3 separate regions of the Mus musculus genome follow, and all the other regions are linked to region 3. The links are chromatin contacts, called in public HiChIP or PLAC-seq and Micro-C maps. All regions are on one chromosome and are shown on one strand. The core of a region is the stretch at or near the end of the contact, and the rest is flanking DNA. Distances in the headings are between cores, read along the strand shown. Region 1 holds the start of Mab21l2 (mab-21-like 2). Region 2 holds the start of Muc1 (mucin 1, transmembrane). Region 3 holds the start of Arhgef11 (Rho guanine nucleotide exchange factor (GEF) 11).

Region 1 (3,575 bases), core at 834-3,333, 1.1 Mb after region 3:
CCCATGAAACTACTGTCCCAGAGGCTCTCTGATGCTTACTTTGCAAGGTTCTTCCCAACTCCTCGCTACTTAAAACGGCCCCCAAGCGATAAATCCCGCTTGGTTTAAAAAAGAAAAACCCAAATACTCTTTAGAAAGGAGCTTTAGCATCAAGGTGGAGGCGGGTCAAGTCTCCAGCCCTCCGGACCACCAAAGACTAAGAACGAATGAAGGGGTAGGGATCCAAGCATCTCATGCCCAGTAGAAAGAAACATTAGCTCTCTCGGTAGCAACTGAATTCAGGTTCTGGTAGGTTTCAAAAAATGCAAGTCAAGCTCTCCTACGGGGTTTTACAAAAGTTATACACAGCTTTTTAAAAAAAAAAAAAAACGGGCTAAAGATTTTATTTTCCCTATGCATAACCCACGGCTTAAATATTATCTGCCAAATCAACCTAAAAATAGCCCTTAACTACCTGAGTGTATTAAAACAACTGAGAGCCCTGGCATCTTAAATTCTGAGATAAACTCCCAGTAGCAAGTGAATCACCTTGCTGCAGCCCTTGTTTTTCCAAAAGTCCTACGAGGCAGCAATCACACAGCTTGTTAAGGATAACACATATTCTAAGGAACAAGAGCGACTGAGTTTTAGTGGGATGCAGGGGAGGAGGAAGGCCATCTGGGTAATCAATAACAGTAAAGTTATAGATTTTTATCCCAGTCAACTCCTTTAAAAGCAAGAATCAATTATGAAAATAAAATTATTCTAAACCAGTACTGCCCAAGAATATGTTCACAATTAACGTCACAGTATTTAAAAAATTAAGAAAACCTGAATTCAGGCTCATTTTTTTCCTTCATTTTAATTTAAGTCTAAACTATTTTGGTAGCTTATTTCAATCAGCAAGTATAACCAAGTAATGTATGCTAATATATAAACTTACAGTTTCTCAAAACTCACATATTTTCTCTCTAGTTATTGGTAAATTCCTATAAGAGTAAAATAATGACACAAAGATAGCTAAATCTAAATTATGAAATAAGGATCAAAAACATATCTGGAGTAGTTTTTGTCCTGTTCTGTATTTTTAACAGCATATGGAAATTACTAACAAGAGATTTATGGTTATAGACTGTCATCCTATCCCCTCCTTTACACATACACAGCAATTCTCCAGCTCTTGGCAACAATGGGATGGGAGGGAAAGAGAAGGGGGGGGGGACTACAAAATTTAAGTCCTTTCTTAAGCTCCCCTTCCTGCTCTCATTTGCCTTCAAGCCAAAGACAGTTTGTTAGAGTCTGCACCTTCTGCAGAATGTTCAGAGACTTAAAACCAAAAGTGAAGCTCACTGAAAGCACTACTACTTTGCAGGAATTGATCCAGCCATACCCAGAGAAGAATCCCTTCTATGAAGACTCTCCTCCTCACTGCAACGGTAAGAAAAGAGGATAAAAAAGAAAATGGGACTATGAAACGAGTGAGAGCATTTGGCTTCTGTCTAGTCCCATTTTCTCACCCCCCACGCCCCCTTTATCAAGTGCAGTGTGGTGGCTGCTGAGGTCCCAAGCTTGTCCTCTCTCTCTCTTTCTCTCGGATTGGCTAAAGCACTGACAGCTTGCATAGGGATTGTAGGAACTGAAGCTCCACCCCTTCACGGTGGCCCAGAACCATTCATAAACTAAGGAGAGAGAGAGAGAGAGAGAGAGAGAGAGAGAGAGAGAGAGAGAGAGAGAGAGAGAGAGAGAGAGAGAGAAGTGTGGGGGGCAGGTATCAGAGGACAGGGGGATGAGGTAGAGACTGCAAACGCAACCCAGAGGAGAGGAAAAACCCGGACTCCTTAGACCTGCACACCAGATACAACGTAAGCAACGATTTAGTCACACTAAAATAGATTTTGCTAGGGCCAAAAGTATAAATAACGAGGCAGAAAAGAATATCAAACAACTTGCAGCAGTTTGCACCTAGAGAAAGGCAGGAAGAACCCACCACAAACAAACCAACCCAATCCAAACAACGCCTCCAGTAGGAAGCCAGGAAAACTGCTACGACACAACCCCCTGAGAAGAGAGGAGACTAGCACGCTGAGACCGCGCGGGGCGTCTGCAAACCTCAGAGTGCGCTGCGGCCTGAGCTGTACTTCGCTGCTCTCCGGGCATTAATTACATCCTTCACTTTCCTTTTGGGGGAGGGTAAGGAAGGCATCACCTACGCTGAGCGAAGGCGTCCAACCATCGAGGGAGAAGTTTCAGAATGAACCACTGAATGTTTTTGTCTTATTTTTAAATTTACTTTGGCACTTATAAGACTTCATTTCCAGATATCTGGGCAATCGTGGCTGCTGCGGACATCTAAGCCTAGCCTCTTGGTAACCTAGTTTTTTCTCTCTCACGATTTCATCCATCTCTCCCGCACAAGGAGAGGCTCGTCTTTATTTTTGCAGGTACTTTCCCCCCTAAATAATATTATTTCTAATTTTCTGCGGAAGAAAGAAAAGAAAATTCCAAAGAGGGAAAAGAAAAGGCCAGCCGGCTATATCATCAGCCGGTCAGCCCAGGTGGAAAGCAAGAGTGAAATTGGGGCTTCAGGGGGAACGCACCGCCTTTCCACAGCCGCAGGGCCACCACCAGTGCGTGAGCCTTGGATCCCTCAACGTATTGCGAGACGCCGGTGTACAGCCCGGACCTGTGCCCCAACATGATCGCCGCTCAGGCCAAGCTGGTTTACCAGCTCAATAAATACTACACCGAGCGCTGCCAGGCGCGCAAGGCTGCGATCGCCAAGACCATCCGAGAAGTCTGCAAGGTAGTGTCGGATGTGCTAAAGGAAGTGGAGGTGCAAGAGCCCCGCTTCATCAGCTCTCTGAGTGAGATTGACGCCCGCTACGAGGGGCTGGAGGTAATCTCGCCCACCGAGTTCGAGGTGGTACTCTACCTCAACCAGATGGGAGTCTTCAACTTCGTGGACGACGGATCTCTGCCCGGCTGTGCCGTGCTCAAACTAAGCGATGGGCGGAAGCGGAGCATGTCTCTTTGGGTCGAGTTCATCACAGCGTCTGGCTACCTTTCTGCGCGCAAGATCCGCTCGCGTTTCCAGACACTAGTAGCCCAGGCGGTGGACAAGTGCAGCTACCGGGACGTGGTCAAGATGATCGCCGACACTAGTGAGGTCAAGTTGCGCATCAGGGAGCGCTACGTGGTGCAAATCACCCCAGCGTTCAAGTGCACCGGGATCTGGCCTCGCAGCGCGGCACAGTGGCCTATGCCCCACATCCCCTGGCCCGGCCCCAATCGGGTGGCGGAGGTCAAGGCCGAAGGGTTCAACTTGCTCTCCAAGGAGTGCTACTCGCTGACTGGCAAGCAGAGCTCCGCAGAAAGCGACGCCTGGGTGCTGCAGTTCGGTGAGGCGGAGAACCGCTTGCTGATGGGCGGCTGTAGAAACAAGTGCCTCTCGGTGCTGAAGACGCTGCGGGACCGCCACCTGGAGCTGCCTGGCCAGCCGCTCAATAACTACCACATGAAGACGCTGCTGCTGTACGAGTGCGAGAAACACCCGAGGGAAACGGACTGGGACGAGGCTTGCTTGGGCGACCGTCTGA
Region 2 (3,628 bases), core at 471-2,970, 1.6 Mb before region 3:
ACTGATTCAGAGCTGTTAGTTGTAGTTGAGGTACCACTGTGGTCTGGACTGGTGGCTGAGCCCAGTGCAGAGCTGGTAGTTGTGACTGAGGTGCCATTGTGGTCTGGAGTGCTAGCTAAGTCTGATGTAGTCTTGATGTTTTGGATGGAGGCACTACTGTGGACTGGAGAACTGGTGGAGTCCCTTAGAGGGCTGGTGGCTGGAGAAGAGGTGCCACCGTGGGCTACTGGAGAGCTGGCGGAGTCTTCTGAAAGGCTAGTGGCTGGGGAAGAGGTGTCATCATGGGCTACTGGAGAGCTGGTGGAGTCCACTGGAGCTGTGGTGGCTGGGGAGGAGGTGCCACTGAGGACTGCAGTACTGGTAGAGTCTTCGGGAGCTCTGGTGGCTGGAGAAGAGGTGCTACTATGGTCTGGAGAGCTGGTGGAGTCCCCTGGAGGGCTGGTGGCTGGGGACGAGGTACCACCGTGGACTACTGGAGAGCTGGTGGAATCCACTGGAGCTGTGGTGGCCGGAGCTGAAGAGGTGCCACTGTGGACTACTGGAGAGCTGTTGGAGTCTTTTGAAAGGCTAGTGGCTGGGGAAGAGGTGTCACCATGGGCTACTGGAGAGCTGGCGGAGTTCACTGGAGCTGTGGTGGCTGGGGAGGAGGTGCCACTGAGGACTGCAGTACTGGTAGAGTCTTCAGGAGCTCTGGTGGCTGGAGAAGAGGTGCTACTCTGGACTGGAGAGCTGGTGGAGTCCCCTGGAGGTCTGGTGGCTGGGTCTGAGTTGCTGCTGTGGACTGGAGTGGTAGTCGATGCTAAGGAACTGCTGGTGTCCTGAGATGAGGTGACACTGTTTTCCTCACTTGGAAGGGCAAGAAAACCTGAACCAGAGTGGAAGATTAGGGGTAAACTGTTTTTATGCTCACAGCAGCGCAGCACTAATCAACAGAGTTGGACACTGGGTCGCTTTGGATAACATGTGTGATGTTTTAGTTCCGGCTAGAGCCAAAGTTGAAGAAAAAAAAAACAAAACAACAACAACAACAAAAAAAAAACCTACTGGGTTGATGAATAAAAATCAGAGCAAGAAGAAAAATATAAACTCTGAAAACAAAGTAACCGGGGAAGGAAGGGGGATCATGTTAGCATCAGGTAGCCCCTGGTTTGCCTTCATCCTGACAGCCTCCCTCCCTAAGCAGAGGTCTCACCTCTGCTTCTGGCTCATTTATTCCTCTACTTGAGACAAGTATTCATACTGTAGCCTAAGCTGGCCTTGAACTCTCTGTGAACCTGAGCGTCCAGGGTGTGGGAACTATAGACTGGAACCACTGCACACGGCCCCATTCTTCCACTCCGGAGCTACTTCTCCTGACACAGCCTCTCTTCTCTACTCCCCACAAAGAGTATTATTTGCCTACTATAGTGCCCACTCTCCTGAGGGGTCACCTCTTCTCAGCCTCCTTCCTTAGCCTCTTTTCCCCCCTGGCACATACTGGGCCATACCTGTATGGATGGCCATTTATGACTCTCATAATCTACCAGTAAGCAAACTCCACAGAAAGACTGGGAGTCCCACCTGAACAGCGCAGCCCCTCCCCACCTTGCGCCTCTCACCTTTTAGACTTGCTAGAAGTAGCAGCAGGAAGAAAGGAGCCCGAATGCCCGGGGTCATGGTGGTGGTGAACAGGCGGGAAGGGGCTAGAAAACAAACTCAAGGCTGGCGCTCCGTGTGTGAGGTGGAACAGGGCTGGTGCCTGCTGCTTTATACCAGTCCCCCTCCCGCCCTAGGCACAGTCAGAGCAGGTGACAGGTAACAAAACTCCGCCCCCTCCCCTATTCTTTTCCTCCTCCTCCCCCCCAGTCATTCCTGTGTAGGGTACTTGGGCTCCAATCACTCAACCTTATGACAACCTGTTTTTTCTCCATCTGGCCTCCCACTTTTACCAACCGCTCCTTGACTACCCCAGGTGTGTATGTGGAGGAAACCTGGGGCCCCCTGGCTCTGGTTTTAGTCCCAGAGTGACCGCCAAGAAGAGGAAAGGAAACACAGAAAGGCCCTGGACAGCAAGACATGGGAAGTCCATCCCTAGGTCCCCCGATCCCTTTTCCTATTCTCTCTGCGGGTCCTTGAACACCACTTCTCACAAGTTGAGAGGACATAAGGGGGCTGGATAATAGTGGACAGGTCGCTAGTTTTAGTCTCCCTCCCCGAACCCCCCCCCCCCCCGCCACTTCCCGGAACAGCCCCGCCCTTCTAGCCGTTCCCGGTACTCTGAAAACCACAATCCCCGCCCCTGCCAGACTTTCCAGTAGCCTGGGTCTCTCTTTGGCTTTCTCCCGAGAAAGGCGGTGGGGGAAATTTCCACTTAAAAAGGACTAAACTTGGGCTCCACTGAAGCCTAAGGTCCTTCCTACCCAACCCTCCACCTTGAGTGGCAGGTTGACCGGCCCTTCTATCCGGAAACGCCTGCCCTCTAGTGGTCACCGCGAGCGTCGCGCGGCGTACTCGCACCAGCCGATAGTTTGGCAGCACAGCCCAAGTTGAGACAGATTAACTTAAGGAAGTTAATTGTGCCTTGGCGAAAAGAATCAATGCCTCGGACAGATAGGAAAGAATGCACACTGTAGGGGAGAAGCAAGGGTCATTAATTGGGCTACTAGACTTCTGGGGATGGTGTTTGCGGGTAGGGTAAAAGTGGTTGGAGCCCCAAGGTATCTGGAAGGGGGGGCATCAAGTTGTGTGATGACATTGAATGGTGGGGGGTGGGGTGTAGGACGGGTTATGTCTAGGTAGCTAGATATTGAGGAGGAAGAGATTAAGTAGGTGGGCCGATCGTGGAACATGAGAACGTTGAGATGTATCTGGGAAAGGAATATTTGGGGCGAACAAGCACTCGAAACAAGGCAAACCCGTGTGTTTGTGTGTGTGTTTAGGGAGAAACGAAAGGTGTTCTGAAGGGCAGAAACAGTTGAATTTGGGGAGGGCTTTGGGTTCACAGTAGCGCGGACTGAGGATGCCAGGCCGGATCCCGCAAGCGGAGGTTGCGGAGTAAACCAGCAGGAGCAGTTACAACTGTAGTAGGCAAACAGTTCTTAGTCCCAACGAATACAAGACGGAAACTAATACTTTAAAAACATTTCGGAGGTGCAGGAACGGAGGCGTGGGTCCCACGCTCCCGCCGTGTGTCCCGCCTCTGAGAGGCTTTGTCAGGCCTGCTCCGGGCGGAGTGGAGCCGCCCTACGTCAGTTCGCCCACAAGTATTTAGGTGGGCGGCACCAAACCCCAACTCCCAGGATTGCCAGGCAACAGCCATTCAATTCGGTTGCTGGGACACCCGTCACCATGGCGATGGCTCTGCGCCTCTCAGTCTGAGTATTTAAAGAGCAAGCGCGCGCACTGCTTTAGCGTTGGAAAGTGGCCTTCGGGGCACCAGAGGCTCCCCTCCTCTCCTCACCCTTTCCCTTTCGCCACCTTTCACTCTTCGGGTGTTCAGGCTCTGGCGCACCTCTAAGGTGACCTATACTCCCCAGAGCACTCCAGTCCCTGGGTTCCAGCGGCCCAGGTGGTTAGGGAGCGGGATTCCAGAGCCCCGGGTGGGCGGGAGGGACGGGACGTGGTGCAGTGTTGTTCTTTCCCCTGCCAA
Region 3 (3,448 bases), core at 615-3,114:
TAAACCTGGAGCATCAATCAGCCTGTTGGTAGGTCTCAATTTAAACTCTCAACTGGAAGAAGAAATCCTAATGTGGCCTAAACATTTCCGAGCTCTATCAACCACTGGTGACACTGGTGACACTGTCCCAACATTTCAGGCAACAGCATCTTCCTCATTTTAAATGGGAACCACCCTACCTACCACTGTGCCCCACCATTCCATAACTATCAGCCTCATGGAGGCTCCCAGCCCTGTCAGCCGTCCCCCGACCCTCCCCAGATAGCTAAAGCTAGTCCCCACTCAGCCCTGTGGGTTCACATGAGCAGGTTTGGTCCAACCTGATCCCTAGGCTAGCAAGCTGGGGGACTCAGAGTGAGCCTTATACCTGGTGTAAGGTAAAAGCCACAGCAAGCATCACCCCCTCCTCTCAGCCTCACTGCTTACTGGTTAGAAAGGACACACAACTATGGGGTACATTTTGAACATGAACACACACCGAGGGTACAGAAACATATATACTGACACACTGACAGTCCTCATAGACCACAGCCTATCTATCCCACAGCCCAGCCAGGCAAACACAACACTTCCCCCCCAGTCATTTTAATAAGTGTTGGAAAAAAAAAATCCTCAATTATTTAAACATACCTGTCTATACTATGGGGCAACCGTATGCTCATGGTTTCTCCGTGTCTCCACAGTTCTGGAATCCTGTAGTTTCTTTGGGCGTCTTGATCAGGCCTGAGTCCCTTGCAATTTTGAAGGAAGGTGAGAGGAAGGCCTCCCAAGTTGAAGACTGAATCCTTGTTTCTTCCAGCTGTCAGGACCCTGGTAACTGCAGTGCTATTCTGCTTCTATCGGTTAACATGGTCTCCTCCTTCCTTCACCCTTAACCTTCCCCTCCCTCGTCTTAAAAAAGAAAATGAAAAGAAAAAAAGAGAGGAAAAACTATGACCTTCTTAGAAACCAAACTGTTAACCACAAATCTCTTCAAGGTTAGCCCTACGGGCTAAAAACTGAACCACAGAAAGAATCTGACTTCAAAATATCAGTCTTAGTTGCAGACAGATAAAAGCCATCCTTTCAATCCAGTTTCCCCAGCTGTCCTTCTGTTGACAGGGAAGCCTTAAGCTCCAAAGGTTGAAAAAAAAAATCTCTGGTTTCCAAATGCTTAAAATGCCAACAGCAGAATTATTCCAGGGAAGGAAAAACAAAAACAAAACAAAACAAAACAAAAAGGCTGAACAAATCCGAAATGGCACTTGGGAGAAAAATCTTCCAGACGATTTGCACAGTTAAAATAAATAAAACCACACAGCAGTATGTACACAACACGGTCCAGTGCAGCCCTGGGAAGCAAAATTTGCGGATTTCTTTTAAAAATCAAAACAAAACAACCATCTTCTTCTACAGTAAAGGTTTTTGAATTCTGAAATGAACCAATTGTGCAGACACACACACAACAATCACAAAACACCTGAAGCGCAATGCTTTCTACCTTCAAAACGGTAGCATTGGCCAAACCCCCAGGAAATCTTAAACCTTCTTTTCCCTTTCGACTTGCAGGTTCCTCCACCTAACCCAGCCTCAGATCGGCCTTTTTCTCAGACAATTTCCTCAGTCAGCTCTGTGTGCTCCAGCACGTCCAGGCTCCGAAAGTCTCTCTCGCCGCAGCGCTCTGGAGCGGTAGTCCCGCTTCCCCCTCGCCCGCCGATCGTGTCCGGCGACCCGCTCCTAGTATTGTTGCGGCTCGGTTAGGGCCAGGGCGCCCTCCACAGCGGCGCGGAGAGCCCGGGCCGCGGCCTCGGCCTCCGTGCCCACCCGCCCGCCAGCCACAGCCTCCCCGCTCGGCCGCTCCCGGCGTCCGCGTCGCGGCCGCTGCGCTTCCGGCCCCGCCCCCGCGCGCGCTCGCTCGCTAAGGCCAAGCCCGCTGCCGCCGGCCGGCTCCGCCCCACCCCCGCTCCGCCCCGCCCCGCCACCGCCCCGCCTCGCCCCGCCTCGCCACAGCCCCGCCACGGCGGACTCCGCTCGCCCGGGCCGGCCGCTGGCTCCTCCTTGGCGCCGCCCGCCCTTTCACAGCCCCGCGCGCCCCCGGTCCGCGCGCTGCGGCCTAGCTGCTCCCGGTGCTGCTGTCCCAGAGACTCGACCTTTGTTTCCGCAGTGTCCGCTGGCCGCGCCTCTGTCTGCGCTCTCGCTGCGGTCCCGTCCTCCTCTGCCCGTTTTCACTCATTTGTCGCGCTCCTTTCCAAGTTACCAGGAACCCTCTTAGCTGTGCCCTCGCCCCTCTGAGCACCCACCGTCTCTCCCCTCGCGGCTGTACTCGATTTAGCTTGGGTATCTTGTATGGCTCTGCCTTTTAATTTCAATGCAAAAGCCTTTGCAGGGCAATGTTATTTCGATGACACACACCCCCTTCGTGAAATCACGGTTTCTAAATCTCTTCAAGTAACTGTCGGAAGTCAGAAGTAAAGATTGAAGTAAAAAGGAGACTTTTCCAGTACAGGTTGATGAATACACTTTGTTATTTTGTGTGTGTGTGTGTGTAATATGTGACTTCCTGGTGAGACCAGACATCTGTTAACATTAGATAGTGCACCAACAGTTTTACTGAAGCCTGTTCTCAACAGCCAGTGGATTTATTGGGGTTACTTCTAGGAGTACAAACCCCTAAAGGCAGAGGCACCAGCAAAAACCCATCTCCGCATGGATGAGGACGGTGGACTACTGACCTCTACCACTAGAGCTATTGGAGTTGATATTGTTTCTATAACCGTGGGGAGCAGCACTGTGACTCTTGAAACAACTTCTTGAAATTTCTGAGTGCTTGCCATCTGAACCTTAACAATTGCTGCGCTCTTCCACAGGTGTGCTTGTGGAGCCCAGAGGACAAGTGTGGGTGGCATTCTTCCTCAAATGCCAAACAACCTCACCCCTTCTCTGGAGCCTGGTCTCTCTCCACAGCCCCAGCTTGCTGAGTAGGCCAAGAATGGCTGGTGAGTAAGTGCCACCCTCTTACCCTTCTCAGCATTGTGAGAGCAAGTTCACAGCCACCCAAACTCAGCCTCTTTATGTGTGTTCTAGGGGGTTGCTGGGTAGCAGTTTCCACTCAGAACCTTCTCTCTTGGAGAGAAATCCTATAAGACATAGGATATGAAAAGGGAAGCGAAACATATTTTTTAGGCAAAATGTTCGAAGGAGAGGTAAAACATGCTATCCCGTGGAGAAGCTCCTTCAGACAGGAAGTACAAACTCAAAACAGCTTCAGAAGGTTCCTGAAACTGACTAGATTCACTAGACCCCTCCCTCCCCAAGCATATGTAATCAATAAGAACGATTTAGAATCATCCTCAGACAATCCAACTTTAAGACCAGCTAAGCAGCCTGGAAGAGGCTCAGAACAACTGAGCTACCTACCTAGAGAGAACACTACAGTATGGTGAGCTGCTGTAGAGTGTGCAGTGTGCTC

What was found. A called contact is a pair of places that touch in the nucleus more often than the background predicts. HiChIP or PLAC-seq counts read pairs in DNA pulled down with a chosen protein or histone mark.
Region 1: a Micro-C map of embryonic stem cells shows a contact between it and region 3, with 5 times the contacts expected there. The contact joins the promoter of Mab21l2 here to the promoter of Arhgef11 in region 3. A contact is called at or near these places in 5 of 39 promoter capture datasets (cranial neural crest, hippocampal neurons, liver and 1 more) and 1 of 484 Hi-C or Micro-C datasets (embryonic stem cells).
Region 2: a contact with region 3 is called in a FOXA1 HiChIP or PLAC-seq map of pancreatic cancer cells. The contact joins the promoter of Muc1 here to the promoter of Arhgef11 in region 3. A contact is called at or near these places in 1 of 39 promoter capture datasets (pre-B cells) and 1 of 115 datasets of contacts at active chromatin or transcription factors (pancreatic cancer cells).

What each region holds. Positions count from the first base shown.
Region 1 is chr3:86,546,791-86,550,365 of GRCm38.p6, reverse strand. Mab21l2 (mab-21-like 2) reads left to right here and starts at 2,083. Exons shown (of 1, transcript NM_011839.4): 1 at 2,083-3,575. The coding sequence starts at 2,675. All of the region lies in intron 40 of Lrba (LPS-responsive beige-like anchor), which reads right to left. Gm31677 (a long non-coding RNA gene) reads left to right here. Exons shown (of 5, transcript XR_375777.3): 3 at 1,352-1,415.
Region 2 is chr3:89,227,148-89,230,775 of GRCm38.p6, reverse strand. It overlaps Muc1 (mucin 1, transmembrane), which reads right to left and starts at 1,720. Exons shown (of 7, transcript NM_013605.2): 1 at 1,599-1,720; 2 at 1-865. The coding sequence starts at 1,656. Mir92b (microRNA 92b) reads left to right here and starts at 3,578; the gene lies at 3,578-3,628.
Region 3 is chr3:87,615,975-87,619,422 of GRCm38.p6, reverse strand. It overlaps Arhgef11 (Rho guanine nucleotide exchange factor (GEF) 11), which reads right to left and starts at 1,864. Exons shown (of 40, transcript NM_001003912.2): 1 at 631-1,864. The coding sequence starts at 662.